2 separate regions of the Sus scrofa genome follow, and region 1 is linked to region 2. A link is a contact called in public Hi-C data. All regions are on one chromosome and are shown on one strand. The core of a region is the stretch at or near the end of the contact, and the rest is flanking DNA. Distances in the headings are between cores, read along the strand shown.

Region 1 (6,121 bases), core at 2,772-5,271, 34 kb after region 2:
AAGTTAAACACATCAGAGCCTGTGGTGTATAAGCCACATGGGGTGCTGGGAGTTCCAAGAAATGATGAAAGAATATCGTTGAAATCTAGACACAGAAGCTCTGTGCAGCTAGACTTCTACTCAGTGACTCTGCAAACTGTATTAGCTACCCTTCATTCACTGAGCCCTGATGTGTGCCCAGTATCATATGGTGTCTCATTTAACGCTCACAGCAACCAGGTGAAATAGTTCTTAATATCCCATTCTCTCAGGTGAAGACACAGAGGTTCAGAGAAGTCACATGCCCCAGCCAGTCATGGAGTCGAATTTGGACCCAAGTCAGTCTATTACAAAACCTGTGTCTTTTTTTCTTTTTTTGGTCCCGCTCACAGCCTTCACAAGTTCCTGGGCCAGGGATCAAACCCATGCTACAGCTGTAACCAGAGCCATAGCAGTGATAACACTGAGCTACAAAGGAATCCCTAGAGCCTGTGTCTTAACCATTATATTTCACTGCTTCCTAAAGGAAAAGGACAAGAGAGAAACACTAATAATAGCCACGGTACCCTCCCCACTCCCACATTCTTCCAATGCTCAGCAGAGGCAGAAAGTTTAGCTACCTGCCATTCTTATATCTGGCCTATATTCTAAATCAACTTCTAAAAATTTAATTATTTCTTATAATAATCACATGACTATTTTCTCTAAGAAATAGATTGCTAATCAGAAAAGCGTGTAGAGATACAGAAGTGTTGACCTTGAAATCTAGAGAGGAGATTAAGTACACTTCTCAAGGTCACAGAGTTCGTTAGGGGGCAGAACTAAGGCTAAAAAGTCCAGGCCTGAGCTGGGCTGGGCCGCCAAAGCTGCTTTGCAAGTTATCACTCCCGCTGCCCTAACACAGATGACTGCTTGAAGGACGATGGTTACTCTTTTGTGCACTAGAGATTTTTAAACACAATCTGAATTTAGCTGAAATTTTTAAAGGAGGTTCTTCCAGCACCTTTGATGAGTAGGTCTGCTTTCCTCTGCCATCTCCTTTCCCCTTTCATAGGTCAGTGGTAGGCGTGTTGAACTAGGAGTTTTCTCCTGGAGCTCCCAGTATTTAGTTGCAGTGGGGACATTGCTCTCTGTCTGGGGCAAATGATTGTATTTCTAGTCCAGAACCTGCTATAATCTACCCTGGCTTTCCCCACTAACAGCGACTCCTCTGTTCAACTGGCTGGCTTCTATGGACCTCTGCAATCCGGACCCACTCCACCCAGCTCATCTCTCTCTTTCCTAATTGTAGCTCACACCCTTCATGTCAGACAGGTGTCCTGGGTTCAGCGGGTTTCTGCCACAGAAATATCCTCCCTGCTCTCCTCCTATGCAAATTCATTCTTCAAGGCTTTGCTCAAGAACTTTCCGCCTCAGAAGACTTCCCCATGTGCAGCCCCAAGGGTTTGCTTTCCAAGTTCCCTTTACATTTATATTCTCAACTGTATAATTTAGCCCTCGAAATGTTTCTGCGCAGTTCTTCAAATGCAATGCAGGCCCCTTGAGGAGAGGCACATGTATCCACTTAATCCATTAGAGATTTTTTAAAACTTAAATTGAGATACACCAATATAAGCAATGGTTGCTTCCTGTCCTCCAAAAGAGGAGAGGCTTGTAGTTTTCACACATCTGTCTGGTATATAGTGGACCCTCCACAAAGTTTTGTTATGTTGAATTAACATACACAATGCCTTGCGTTGTGATTACTTTCTGTCTCTAAGTCCCATGAGAGATATCATGTCTTAAAGGGGGGTATTTGAACTAGGCCTTAAGAACAGGGAGCGTTTTTAAAATTTTATTTTTTAGAGGATAGTTAATTTACCGTGCTGTGTCAATTTCTGCTGTACAGCACAGTGACCCAGTCGTGTGTGTATCCTTTTTCTCATATTATCTTCCATCACGGTCTATCCCAAGAGACTGTTCCCTGTCCTATACAGTAGGACCTCATTGCTTATCCATTCTAAATGCAATAGTTTTCATCTACTAACTCCAAACTCCAGGTCCATCCCACTTCCCCCCCCTCCCCTTGGCAACCACTTGTTTGTTCTCTATGTCCATGAGTCTCTTTCTTTCTTTCTTTCTTTTTTTTTCCCTGCTTTTTAGGGCTGCACCCATGCATATGGAGGTTCCCAGGCTAGGAGTCGAATTGGAGCTACAGCTCCGGGCCTAAGCCACAGCCACAGCAATGCAGGATCCAAGCTGAGTCTGGGACCTACAACACAGCGCACCACATCACCTGATCCTTAACCCACTGATGGAGGCTAGGGATCGAACCAGCAACCTCACGGTTCCTAATCGGATTCATTTCTGCTGTGACACGACGGGAACTCTGAGTCTGTTTCTGTTTTGCAGATAGGTTCATTGGGAGTTTTTTTTTTTTTGTTTGTTTGTTTGTTTGTTTTTAAAGACAGAACTGGGAGAAGTTTCCAGGCAGAAGAAACAACACCTCAGAAACACACCGCAGACACCAGATTCAGGGGGAAAGCAGCTTGTAGAGGGGAGCTCTCTCCTTGCCCCAGCATCAGCTAGCCTTTTTGAGAGTAGGCAAATTGCTTAATTTCTCTGCGGCCTATTAAGCAGCATAGGCCCTGAAAGCAGCAGATCAAGATTCAAATCATGGTTGTGTGTGACCTTGAGCCAGTCAGTTGGGGTGCGGCTCAGCCTGTTTCTTTCCTAGAAAGTGGGTAATATAATTCCGACCTCAGAAGGTTTTTGGGAGGTTTTGAGAACATGTATGTACGTTGCTAAGCAGAGCCAGAGCCTGGCATAGTTCTATTTTCTTCTACCAAAGTACGGCCGACAACCTGATCTGCTTCCCTCTCATTGCTGCCACTGCCGCCTTCCCAGCATGTAGCAAAGAGCCTGTCCGTAGCAGGGACTGTGGACAGAGAGCGGCCCCCAAAGGGAAAATGGAGATGAAAGGGCTTCAGAAAAAAGTCAACAGCGTCGACAGTGGACCGGCTGGGCTAAGTGGGACGCTCAAGTCTGTCCCCTTGAACAGTCTTGGCACAGTGCAAGAATCTTTGCTAACTCTCCCTAAACATGCCACTGGAGCCGACTGCTTTTCATAAAGCCCTTTCTGCCTCCGCCTTCAAACCCCAGGAAAAGAGACAAGGTCCAACCCTCGTAGGCCTGGAGGGTGGGATGGGGAGGGGCGGGGATGTTCCCAACTCCCCGCGGGAAGGACTGGGGGGGATCCGTTCCCGCCCCTTTACTCCTACTCCCAGGGGCAGGGCTCCTGGGGCGCCCTCCTTCGTTTCCTTCCCGCTCTGGTCCAGAGGGAGGGGGGCTCGCACTTAGCCCGCTGCACCGGGTCTTGCCCGGCTCTCCTCCCTCAGACTCGCCGGGCCACCCCCATCTCGGCCGCCTATCCCAGGGGGCCCCGTGGCCCCAGCTCAGTCGCCAGTCCGGGTCTCATCAACCCGGCCCTCCACCCCCTCCCTGTGGCCACCTCGGCTGCCGGCTCCCGCCTCCGTAGATCCAGCCTGGCTGCTCCCCACCCTGGCTGCCTTCTGCCCCCTCCCACCTCGGCCACTTCAGCCGCTTGCTCCGACCTCCGTTGACCCGACTGGGACACCATCCTCAGCCCCCCCACCCCACTCTCCCGGGCCCCAGAAAACCCCACTAGGCCACCACCTTCCCTTCTGCCGACCCCCCGACCCCTGGACCCCACAGACCCCGCTGGGCCGCCCCTCGCCCTTCGGTTGTCCCCCATCCCACCCCGGCTCCCGCATCCCCGGCTGGGCCGCCACCTTCCCCTCGGCCGCCCCTCTCCCCCCGCCCTGTCGTAGCCCGCGTGGACCCCGCTGGGCCGCCCCGGGCTCGGCCCTCCCTCTTTGGGGTCGTGGCGGCAGGGGGAGGGGCCGCCCGCCGGCCCCCGCGTGCGTGGCAGGCGCTCCCCGCTCGGCTCTGCCGGCCTCCCTTCCCGGGAGGCGGGGTCGACGCCGCGGCGGCAGCGGCGGCGGCGGAGGCAGGCCCCCTCCTCCTTCCTCCCTCGCCCGGCCTCTTTCCTCGCCCGCCCGCCCGCTCTCGCTCTCTCGCTCTCTCTCTCGCTCTCTCTCGCGGCCGCTCCGACGCCAGCAGCGCCCGCGTGCCGCTCGCCCAGCCCCGGGGGAGCCCGAGGAAGTTTCCCGGGCCGCGCGCCCCGCTCGCTCGCCTCGTAGCCCGCGGCCTCACCCGCCGCCGCGCCCGCCATGCCCTCGGCCAAACAAAGGGGCTCCAAGGGCGGCCACGGCGCCGCGAGCCCCTCGGAGAAGGGCGCCCACCCGTCGGGCGGCGCGGATGACGTGGCGAAGAAGCCGCCGCCGGCGCCGCAGCAGCCGGCGCCGCCCGCGCCGCACCCGCAGCAGCACCCGCCGCAGCATCCGCAGAACCAGGCGCACGGTAGGGGCGGCCACCGCGGCGGCAAGTCCTCCTCCGCTGCCGCCGCCGCCGCAGCTGCTGCCGCCTCGTCCTCGGCGTCCTGCTCGCGCAGGCTCGGCCGGGCGCTCAACTTTCTCTTCTACCTCGCGCTGGTGGCGGCGGCCGCCTTCTCGGGCTGGTGTGTCCACCACGTCCTGGAGGAGGTCCAGCAGGTCCGGCGCAGCCACCAGGACTTCTCCCGGCAGAGGGAGGAGCTGGGTCAGGGCTTGCAGGGCGTCGAGCAGAAGGTGGGTGCTCCCGGGTCCCCTCAACCCCCGTCCGCCAGTCTGCGGCCCCCGCAGCCACAGCCGGGCCCCTTGCCGGCCCAGGCCTGGTGTCCTTCGCCAGAGACCTGAGAGGCCCCCTCCCCGGCCCCCTAGTTCTGAGGCGGTCCCCAGACCCTCTTTGTTAATGGCCGCTGAGGAATCGGCCCCGAGGGATGGACCGCTTCGAGGATGGTCAGGCCAGTCCCGGAGGGTGGGCCAAGGGCCTGTCACAGGACATTAGCGGTGACCTGTAAGGAAGCCGGCGGCCTCTGGGGAGACCATTCTTTTTGGATTAGGAACCACTGAATGGGCAGAGTTGTCTAAAGAGGTGGTTGGAAGGGAAGCCAGTGCATCCCTGGAAGCCTCCGGCAAGGCCGTGCCTCTGCTCGCCAGGTGGGCGACATCTGAGCCAGTTTTTAATAGACCTGGAGCCCGGAGAAGGAGAAGCTAGTAATCTTACTCGATTACTCATTTGTGTAGTTATAATGGAATATTTTATATCTTTAGGTCCCTTGCCCTTTATTGGACCAATGTACCTATTTGAGCCTTGGAAGAGCATATTTCAGCTTTAGAGGAAAGGCAAGGCCAAAAAGACTAGGTCACACTGGTGAATAACACCACGGGGTACATTTATATGGTGTTTAGAGGGCTTACTCATTTATGACCTAATCTTTGTAGCAACCTTGGGAGGGAGGGAGAACTGGCAGTTTTGACTCCATTTTCCAGACCAGAAAATTGAGGTCTGGAGATTTAGTGAATCGATAAAGACCCCAGCAGATAGGCAGACTGCATGACAGTGTCTTGGCCCTTTCGGTTCAGTGTACACAGGGGCCTATTTCAGGTGTGGATGGACCCAACTTTCAACACAAAGTTGCATAGGTTCCTCCCTTTCTGTCTTTTCTCTACACCAAGGGCAGCTCCCTCAGTCTCATTCCTCCTCCTCCATCCTCCACTGATGCCATTGCTCAATGAAAGTTGGTTGCACGATCGAAACAAAAAATCCCGCCACCACTTCTGAGCCCGGAACTGCTGCCTCCTTTTCCCAGCATGCTGCCTGCCCTGCCAAGTTTCTATCGACTTGTGTGGAGTATGCAAGACTAGGAATTTCCTCTTAAGACTGGCAGAGCAACTGGAGTGAGTCATCTTGCTCCATGCTGCAGGCCAAGGGAGGTGACTTTTTGAAGGGAATAAAGTAGACAGTGCTGCTTCGCCTATCTTGAATGTCAAATCATTCTTAAAAAACAGACTGCTGGAGTATAATCACTAGCCTCTCAGTTTCCTCTCTTTGATCCACCCACTCACCAATCAATCATAATATTTGGTGAAGTCTGATAGTGTGGCTCCGTGTAGGCCCTGTGGAGGCTCCCAAGGTGCAAAAGACAAATCCTGCTTGTGGAGCAGCCCACAGGTAGGTTTCAGTTAAGGGAAACCACTGT
Region 2 (6,061 bases), core at 2,853-5,352:
GTTGGAGGCGGGGCCGCTGGGGACGGGGCGGAGCCTCCCGCGGATTGGCTTGTAGAACACTGGATGGACCCTGCCTGGGCTCCCGGGACGCATCACAGTGGGCACCCCTGCAAGCTCCCCGGCTGCGGACGGAACTTTTACTGGCCCAACACCCCTTGTCCACACCGGGCGATCCAAATTGAGTGCCCACTATCACACCGTCTACACGGACACAACTGAACCCACAACGGGGCAAGTGCATGTCCACTCATGTCAGCAACCGAGTTTGTGTCTGCACCTCCACAGAAACAGGAGTCCAGATTTGCATGTGGCTGGACAGGATGATTACCTCCTGGGAGTCACACCCACTGAGGCTCTCCGAAGACACGAACTTCGTGTGCATGCAAAAGATAAAGCATCTTATTTCCCCTAGGTACTTGGCAGCACCTATCTCGGGGAGAAGTTTCGACAGCGGTTAATGTAAATAAGGAGCTCTGTGCAGTCAGGCCTACTTTTCAGCTCCGTTGTGGGTGTGCTTCAGGGTGTACAGAAATACCCTTCCCCCAACTGCACACTGTATCCTCTGCCAGGTGTAAACTGGTGTTATTTGGGAGACACTTTCATGCAAGAATGTGAGTGATTTTTGTGTAGGCTCAAGTATTTCCATTTAGCCCTGATATCATGTCTGGATTGTGGAGGCAAAATTGGTTTCTAAAAACAACAAAAAGGAGTTTCCGTCCTGGCGCAGCGGTTAATGAATCCGACTAAGGAACCATGAGGTTGTGGGTTCGATCCCCCGCCTTGCTCAGTGGGTTAAGGATCCGGCGTTGCTGTGAGCTGTGGTGTAGGTTGCAGACGCGGCTCGGATCCCGCGTTGCTGTGGCTGTGGCGTAGGCCGGCAGCTACAGTTCCAATTCAACCCCTAGCCTGGGAACCTCCATATGCAGTGGGTGCGGTCCTAAAAAGACAAAAACAAACAAACAAAACCCCAAAACCAAAAAAAACAGACAGGCAGCATTTCAAAAGAGGGTAGAAAGCCAGTTAACCTAGATGGATTCATTTGGTGTAACACCATGGACTCCTCTTGGGTTCAAACCCTGGCTCTGATATTTACTACTATGAGATCTTGGCCAATGGGGAAACATGATAATTGTCTCATTGGCCTACTGTGGGGATGAAACGAGATAAAGCATGTGAAGAGCTTAGAGCTGTATGCAGTAAGCACTCAGTCAATGTTAGTTGTTGAAACTATTTGGCAAACTACTCAGAACCTTAGCTATGGTCTGTATAAATTTGTATTTGTCTCCTTATTCCATTCTTTCCTCCCCTCTCCTAAAATACACAACTTGAAACAAACCAAGAGATTAAAGAGAAAATACTACGCCACCCTTTCCCATGAACCTTGTTTATATTGTTTGTTGGAATCAGCAGTCGGGTTAACAGAAGCCTCCATTTCTAAGCCTTGCCAAATAACAACCACCACACAACTGCCATCACCACCCTAAAAACTGCGCAATAGAAAGACTAACTAAAAATATCCCCCAAACTTCTGGACACTGTGGCAATGACACATTGCAGTTTTGCGTCCTTTGTTAGCTTTGTAGGAGCTTGTTAAGTATTGTTTTTGCCATATTACATAACGTGAAGCAGGTAAACATGAGTCAGGAGAGGTTGTCCAGTCTACCTGGGTCACCAGCTGCTTGACCCTGGGCATGGCACTTATTTTAAAGCTCAATACATAACTCTCAAAGCCACAAGGAAGCAGTTTTTGTCAGAGCAGTTAAGTCAAGTTTCAGCATGTGCTGGGTGAAACCTTGAAGTGGAGGAGGTAAGGTAACATCAGAGTCATGACAGGGAGGGAAAATATCCTGGAAAAAAGTCTTCCATTACATCAATGTTAAATAACTTGCTATCTGGAAACCTTCTGGTCAATTACCTGACCAACTGCCCGTAGCCTGGCTTATATATAAAAAGTACTTTTGAAGAAATATAGTATTGTAAAATATTAAGGTGTTTCCTTAAAACGAGCAAAAAAAAAAAAAAAAAAGAAAAGGAAAAAAAAGAAAAAAAAAGAGCCTTGGAGTTCCCGTTGTGGCTCAGCAGGTTAAGAACCCCATTAGTATCCATGAGGATGCCGGTTTGATCCCTGGCCTCACTCAGTGAGTTAAGGATCCAGCGTTGCTACAAGCCAGTTGCAGATGTGGCTTGGATCTAGTGTTGCTGTGGCTGTGGTGTAAGCCAGCAGCTGTAGCTCTGATTTGACCTCTAGCCAGGAACTTCCTATGCCACAGGTGCAGCCCTTAAAAAAAAAAAAAAAAAAGGTAGGCTTGCATCATATACAGTCATAGAATACAATTCTCCTTGCTCAGGTTATGTTCATGACCTTCTGGAAAAAATGTCTGAAAAGACAAGCTTTTCAGTAAGTAAAATAATTAGCTTTTTATTTGAAGAAGATATATTATCACACCTAATTTTTCTAACTTTCCTTTTTTGAATCACTTAGAGGACTCACAGGAATGCAGTTTGCCCCTGTAAATTACACAATAGACTAAATTTGATCTATTGCCTTTGGCAAAGGACGAAGGGCAGATCAAAATTTTTGCTTGGTAAAGAAAAAATTTACCAAGGGGAGGGGGGGGGGGGTTGACAGGGAGTAGGGAGCACAGCAGGGTAATTGGTCCCCTGGCAGTGATGTTAACCCTTTCTTCTCTCTGTGCGAGTTGTGAGGTTTCTCTTCTTGGGTTGATCTCAGTTTCCAAGCTTCTCACAACCTTCCAAGCTTTTTATCCAAAGCTGGGTTCAAGGGCAGGCAATGGCTCAAGATCCTACACTTAGTAGAGCCCCACACTTGCTTCAATGCTCTGTTTCTGCCAAATTGAAATTCTCAGTGATTTTTGAGCAAGGAGCTCTGCATTTTCATTTAGCACTGGGCCTCGAAAAAGATGTAGCTGGTCCTGATCTCACCACACAGAATAGGAGTTTAGTGTTTGAAGGTTTTTATTTTCTCTTTATCTCCCCAAATACAAATCAATTATTTTATGTAGTGCTAAAGCTAAGAAACATATGTCTATTTCAGTGCTGTAGGCAAAAACAAACAAAACACAACCTAGCTATTTCCCAGACCTTATGGCCCATTTAAGGAATTTTCAAGGTTAACTTTGCACATGATTTTTGACCTTCTGTTCTCCCTTTAGAAGCTATCCCCTCATATAAGATATGACTCCACTGTGGGTTAAGAATTTGGCGTTGCCGCAGCTGTGGTATAGGTCACAACTGTGGTTCAGATTAGATCCCCAGCCCAGGAATGTCCATATGCCTTGGTTCCCCCACCACTACCCCCCCAAAAAAGATGTAACTCCACTGTAACTAGAAAAATTGATTAAATTGAATCCCATCTCTTTTTCTCTCCCTTGTCCATCTTATGGCTCTGAGAAGGCCTAAAAAGCAGAAAAGGGAGGAAAAAGGCAATAGATAATAGAAGGAAGAAAAATAATTTGGATACAAACTGGATAGCCAGTCACGCAATGTTCAAAATTTAACCACACCTTCCTGGCAGATTTTGCAATTTTTTTTTCCCTTTTGTTCTTGAATATAAGGCAGGTTTAGATCATCGACCAGTTTTGCGAGAGAATCAAAATATTGATGCTTGATCATGTTTCCAATGCACCAAAACCAGTTTTCCCCCTGACTCCTCGGAACCGAATTGGTGTAAACTTGGAGGTTATTTCTCATTCCAATTGCCTTTACCTTCACACCTAGCATACTAAAAAGAAAATCAATCCTTTTTTTTATTATTAAAGTATAGCTGATTTACAATGTTGTTTCAATTTGTATGGCAAAGGGACCCAATCACACACATTTCCCTGTGCTGTAGAGTAGGACTCCACTGACCATCCTTCCAAATATAACAGTTTGCATCCAAAAAATCCCCCAATTGTCTGTCCATCCCACTTCCTCTGCCCGCCCCCCAGGAACCCCCGAGGCTGGTCTCCATGGCGAAAACCATTCTTAATTACTACTCCCCTTCACCCTCTGTGAGCTCCCTTCACTTACCTGGGAAGTATTGTTGTCCCCGGGAAAGAAAAAGAGAGAATGCGGACAGCAGAGAAGACAGCTCCTGGACGGGGAAGTGGGCGGGGCCAGGGAGAGGTGAAGCTCAAAGGAGCACCTATGAGAAGCCAAAGAAATGATGGCTCAGGATCCACGGAGACATTCATGCTCTGTACCCCACCTCGGGGCCAGCGGGCAGATCCTTCTAAATGTCTTCCTAGTCCTACTCAACCATGGACGAAAATTTAGGCCCTCAATTTAAAAATCAACTGGGGAGTTCCCATTATAGCTCAGAGGGTTAAGAACCTGACTAGTATCTATGAGGATGTGGGTTTGATCTCCGGCCTCACTCAGTGGGTTAAGGATCCAGCATTGCCGCAAGCCTTGGTGTTGGCTGCATATGTGGCTTGGATCCCACGTTGCCGTGGCTGAGTCGTAGGCTGGCAGCTGCGGCTCTGATTCCATCCCTCGCCTGGGAACTTCCATATGCTGCAGAAAAAACAGGGGAAAAAAAATCAATTGGAATACCCAGTGGGATCAGGGAAGAGCTTCTAAAATAAGAGGCAAAACCCAGAAGATATAAAGGAAAAGATGAAGAAATGTGACTCCTCAGAGTGTTCAACATAAAAACATGAGTTATAGAACAGTCATTATGCGGGGATTCCATTTATGCTGGAGAGAGAGCTGGCACTAGAGAAGCACGGATGTATTTTGTATGTATGAAATGCATAGAAATGAACTAAAAATTTAGCCTCCAAACTGTTTAGGAGGCACGTTGGAAGATGTTGCTCATTTATTCTATAGACATACAAATGGCTTATTTTTTTTATAGTGAGAATGTATTCACCCATACATCATTAATGTAATTTCACATTGCTATGCAATGATTCTACAGTCATCATTTGAATGTCATGCTAAGAACACCTTAGTGGTGGTGGGCTATTAACACTGTACAATAACTTTCCCATCTCCTTTGTATTCATATTTTTTTAAGTTAGGATAACAAAAAGAGCTTTTTATGTAAACTATGGTAAGGAATAGATTTACAAAAGGCCTTTGCTAAGGTCTGTCAGAATAATTTATGTTGAGGGGTGGTGGCTGGAATACTAATCTTTACATTTTAAGTTGTTCTTTTCAAGCCCAATTCTTAGATAGTCAGAGCGCATGGAGCTTACTTTGATTTTAAAAACATGTTTTGCAGAGTTCCCTTGATGGCTCAGTGGTTAATGAACCCGACAAGGAACCATGAGCATGTGGGTTCGATCCCTGGCCCCACTCAGTGGATTAAGGATCCAGCGATGCTGTGAGCTATGGTGTAGACCGGCAGCTGTAGCTCCGATTCAGCTCCAAGCCTGGGAACTTCCACATGCAGTGGGTGTGGCCCTAAAGAAAAAAATGAAAACATCAAAAAATAAATAAATAAAAACATGTTTTTCCCCACTTGTGAGCTCTAATGTTTTCTTTCCTTTAATTATAAAGCAATGTGGTAGTGGAATTAAATAATTACAATACTTTTTGAGAATAAAAAAAAAATGAGCCCCAAACATTCAGATGTCTGTACAATAGCTTTTACCTGGGTTCCAGGGGGTTCCAGTGGAAGGTATTAATGGGCTATGACTGAGCCAAGGAATATTCAGTGACTCACTGAATTGGCTGGTCAAGAATAGAAACCAAAACTCATTTCATGGCTTCTCTACACACACACACAGTGTCACCTGCAAAGTATTATATATTGGCATAATTATCTAACTTCCATGACATGTCAACAAGCATACCAGCACTGAGTCAACTACATGCCCAAAGTATTTATAATCACATTCCATTACTCTAGCTTTTTTTTTTTTTTTGCTTTTTGCTTTTTTAGGGCCACACCTGAGGCATTTGGAGGTTCCCAGGCTAGGGGTCTAATCAGAGCTGCAGCTGCCGGCCTACACCACAGCCACAGCAACACCATATCCGAGCCACGTCTTCGACCTATAACATAGCTCACAGCAATGCCAGATCCTAAACCCACTGAGCGAGGCCAGGGATT

Evidence for each region. Hi-C and Micro-C count contacts between places; a contact is called where the count stands out from the background.
Region 1: a contact with region 2 is called in a Hi-C map of embryonic fibroblasts, with 4 times the contacts expected there. The contact joins the promoter of CKAP4 here to the promoter of TCP11L2 in region 2. A contact is called at or near these places in 1 of 5 promoter capture datasets (liver), 18 of 47 Hi-C or Micro-C datasets (alveolar macrophages, blood, embryonic fibroblasts and 10 more) and 2 of 2 datasets of contacts at active chromatin or transcription factors (alveolar macrophages and skeletal muscle).

The regions. Positions count from the first base shown.
Region 1 is chr5:14,017,110-14,023,230 of Sscrofa11.1, forward strand. It overlaps CKAP4 (cytoskeleton associated protein 4), which reads left to right and starts at 4,022. Exons shown (of 3, transcript NM_001244631.1): 1 at 4,022-4,667. The coding sequence starts at 4,212.
Region 2 is chr5:13,983,356-13,989,416 of Sscrofa11.1, forward strand. TCP11L2 (T-complex protein 11-like protein 2) reads right to left here and starts at 4,103. Exons shown (of 10, transcript XM_021091578.1): 1 at 4,033-4,103.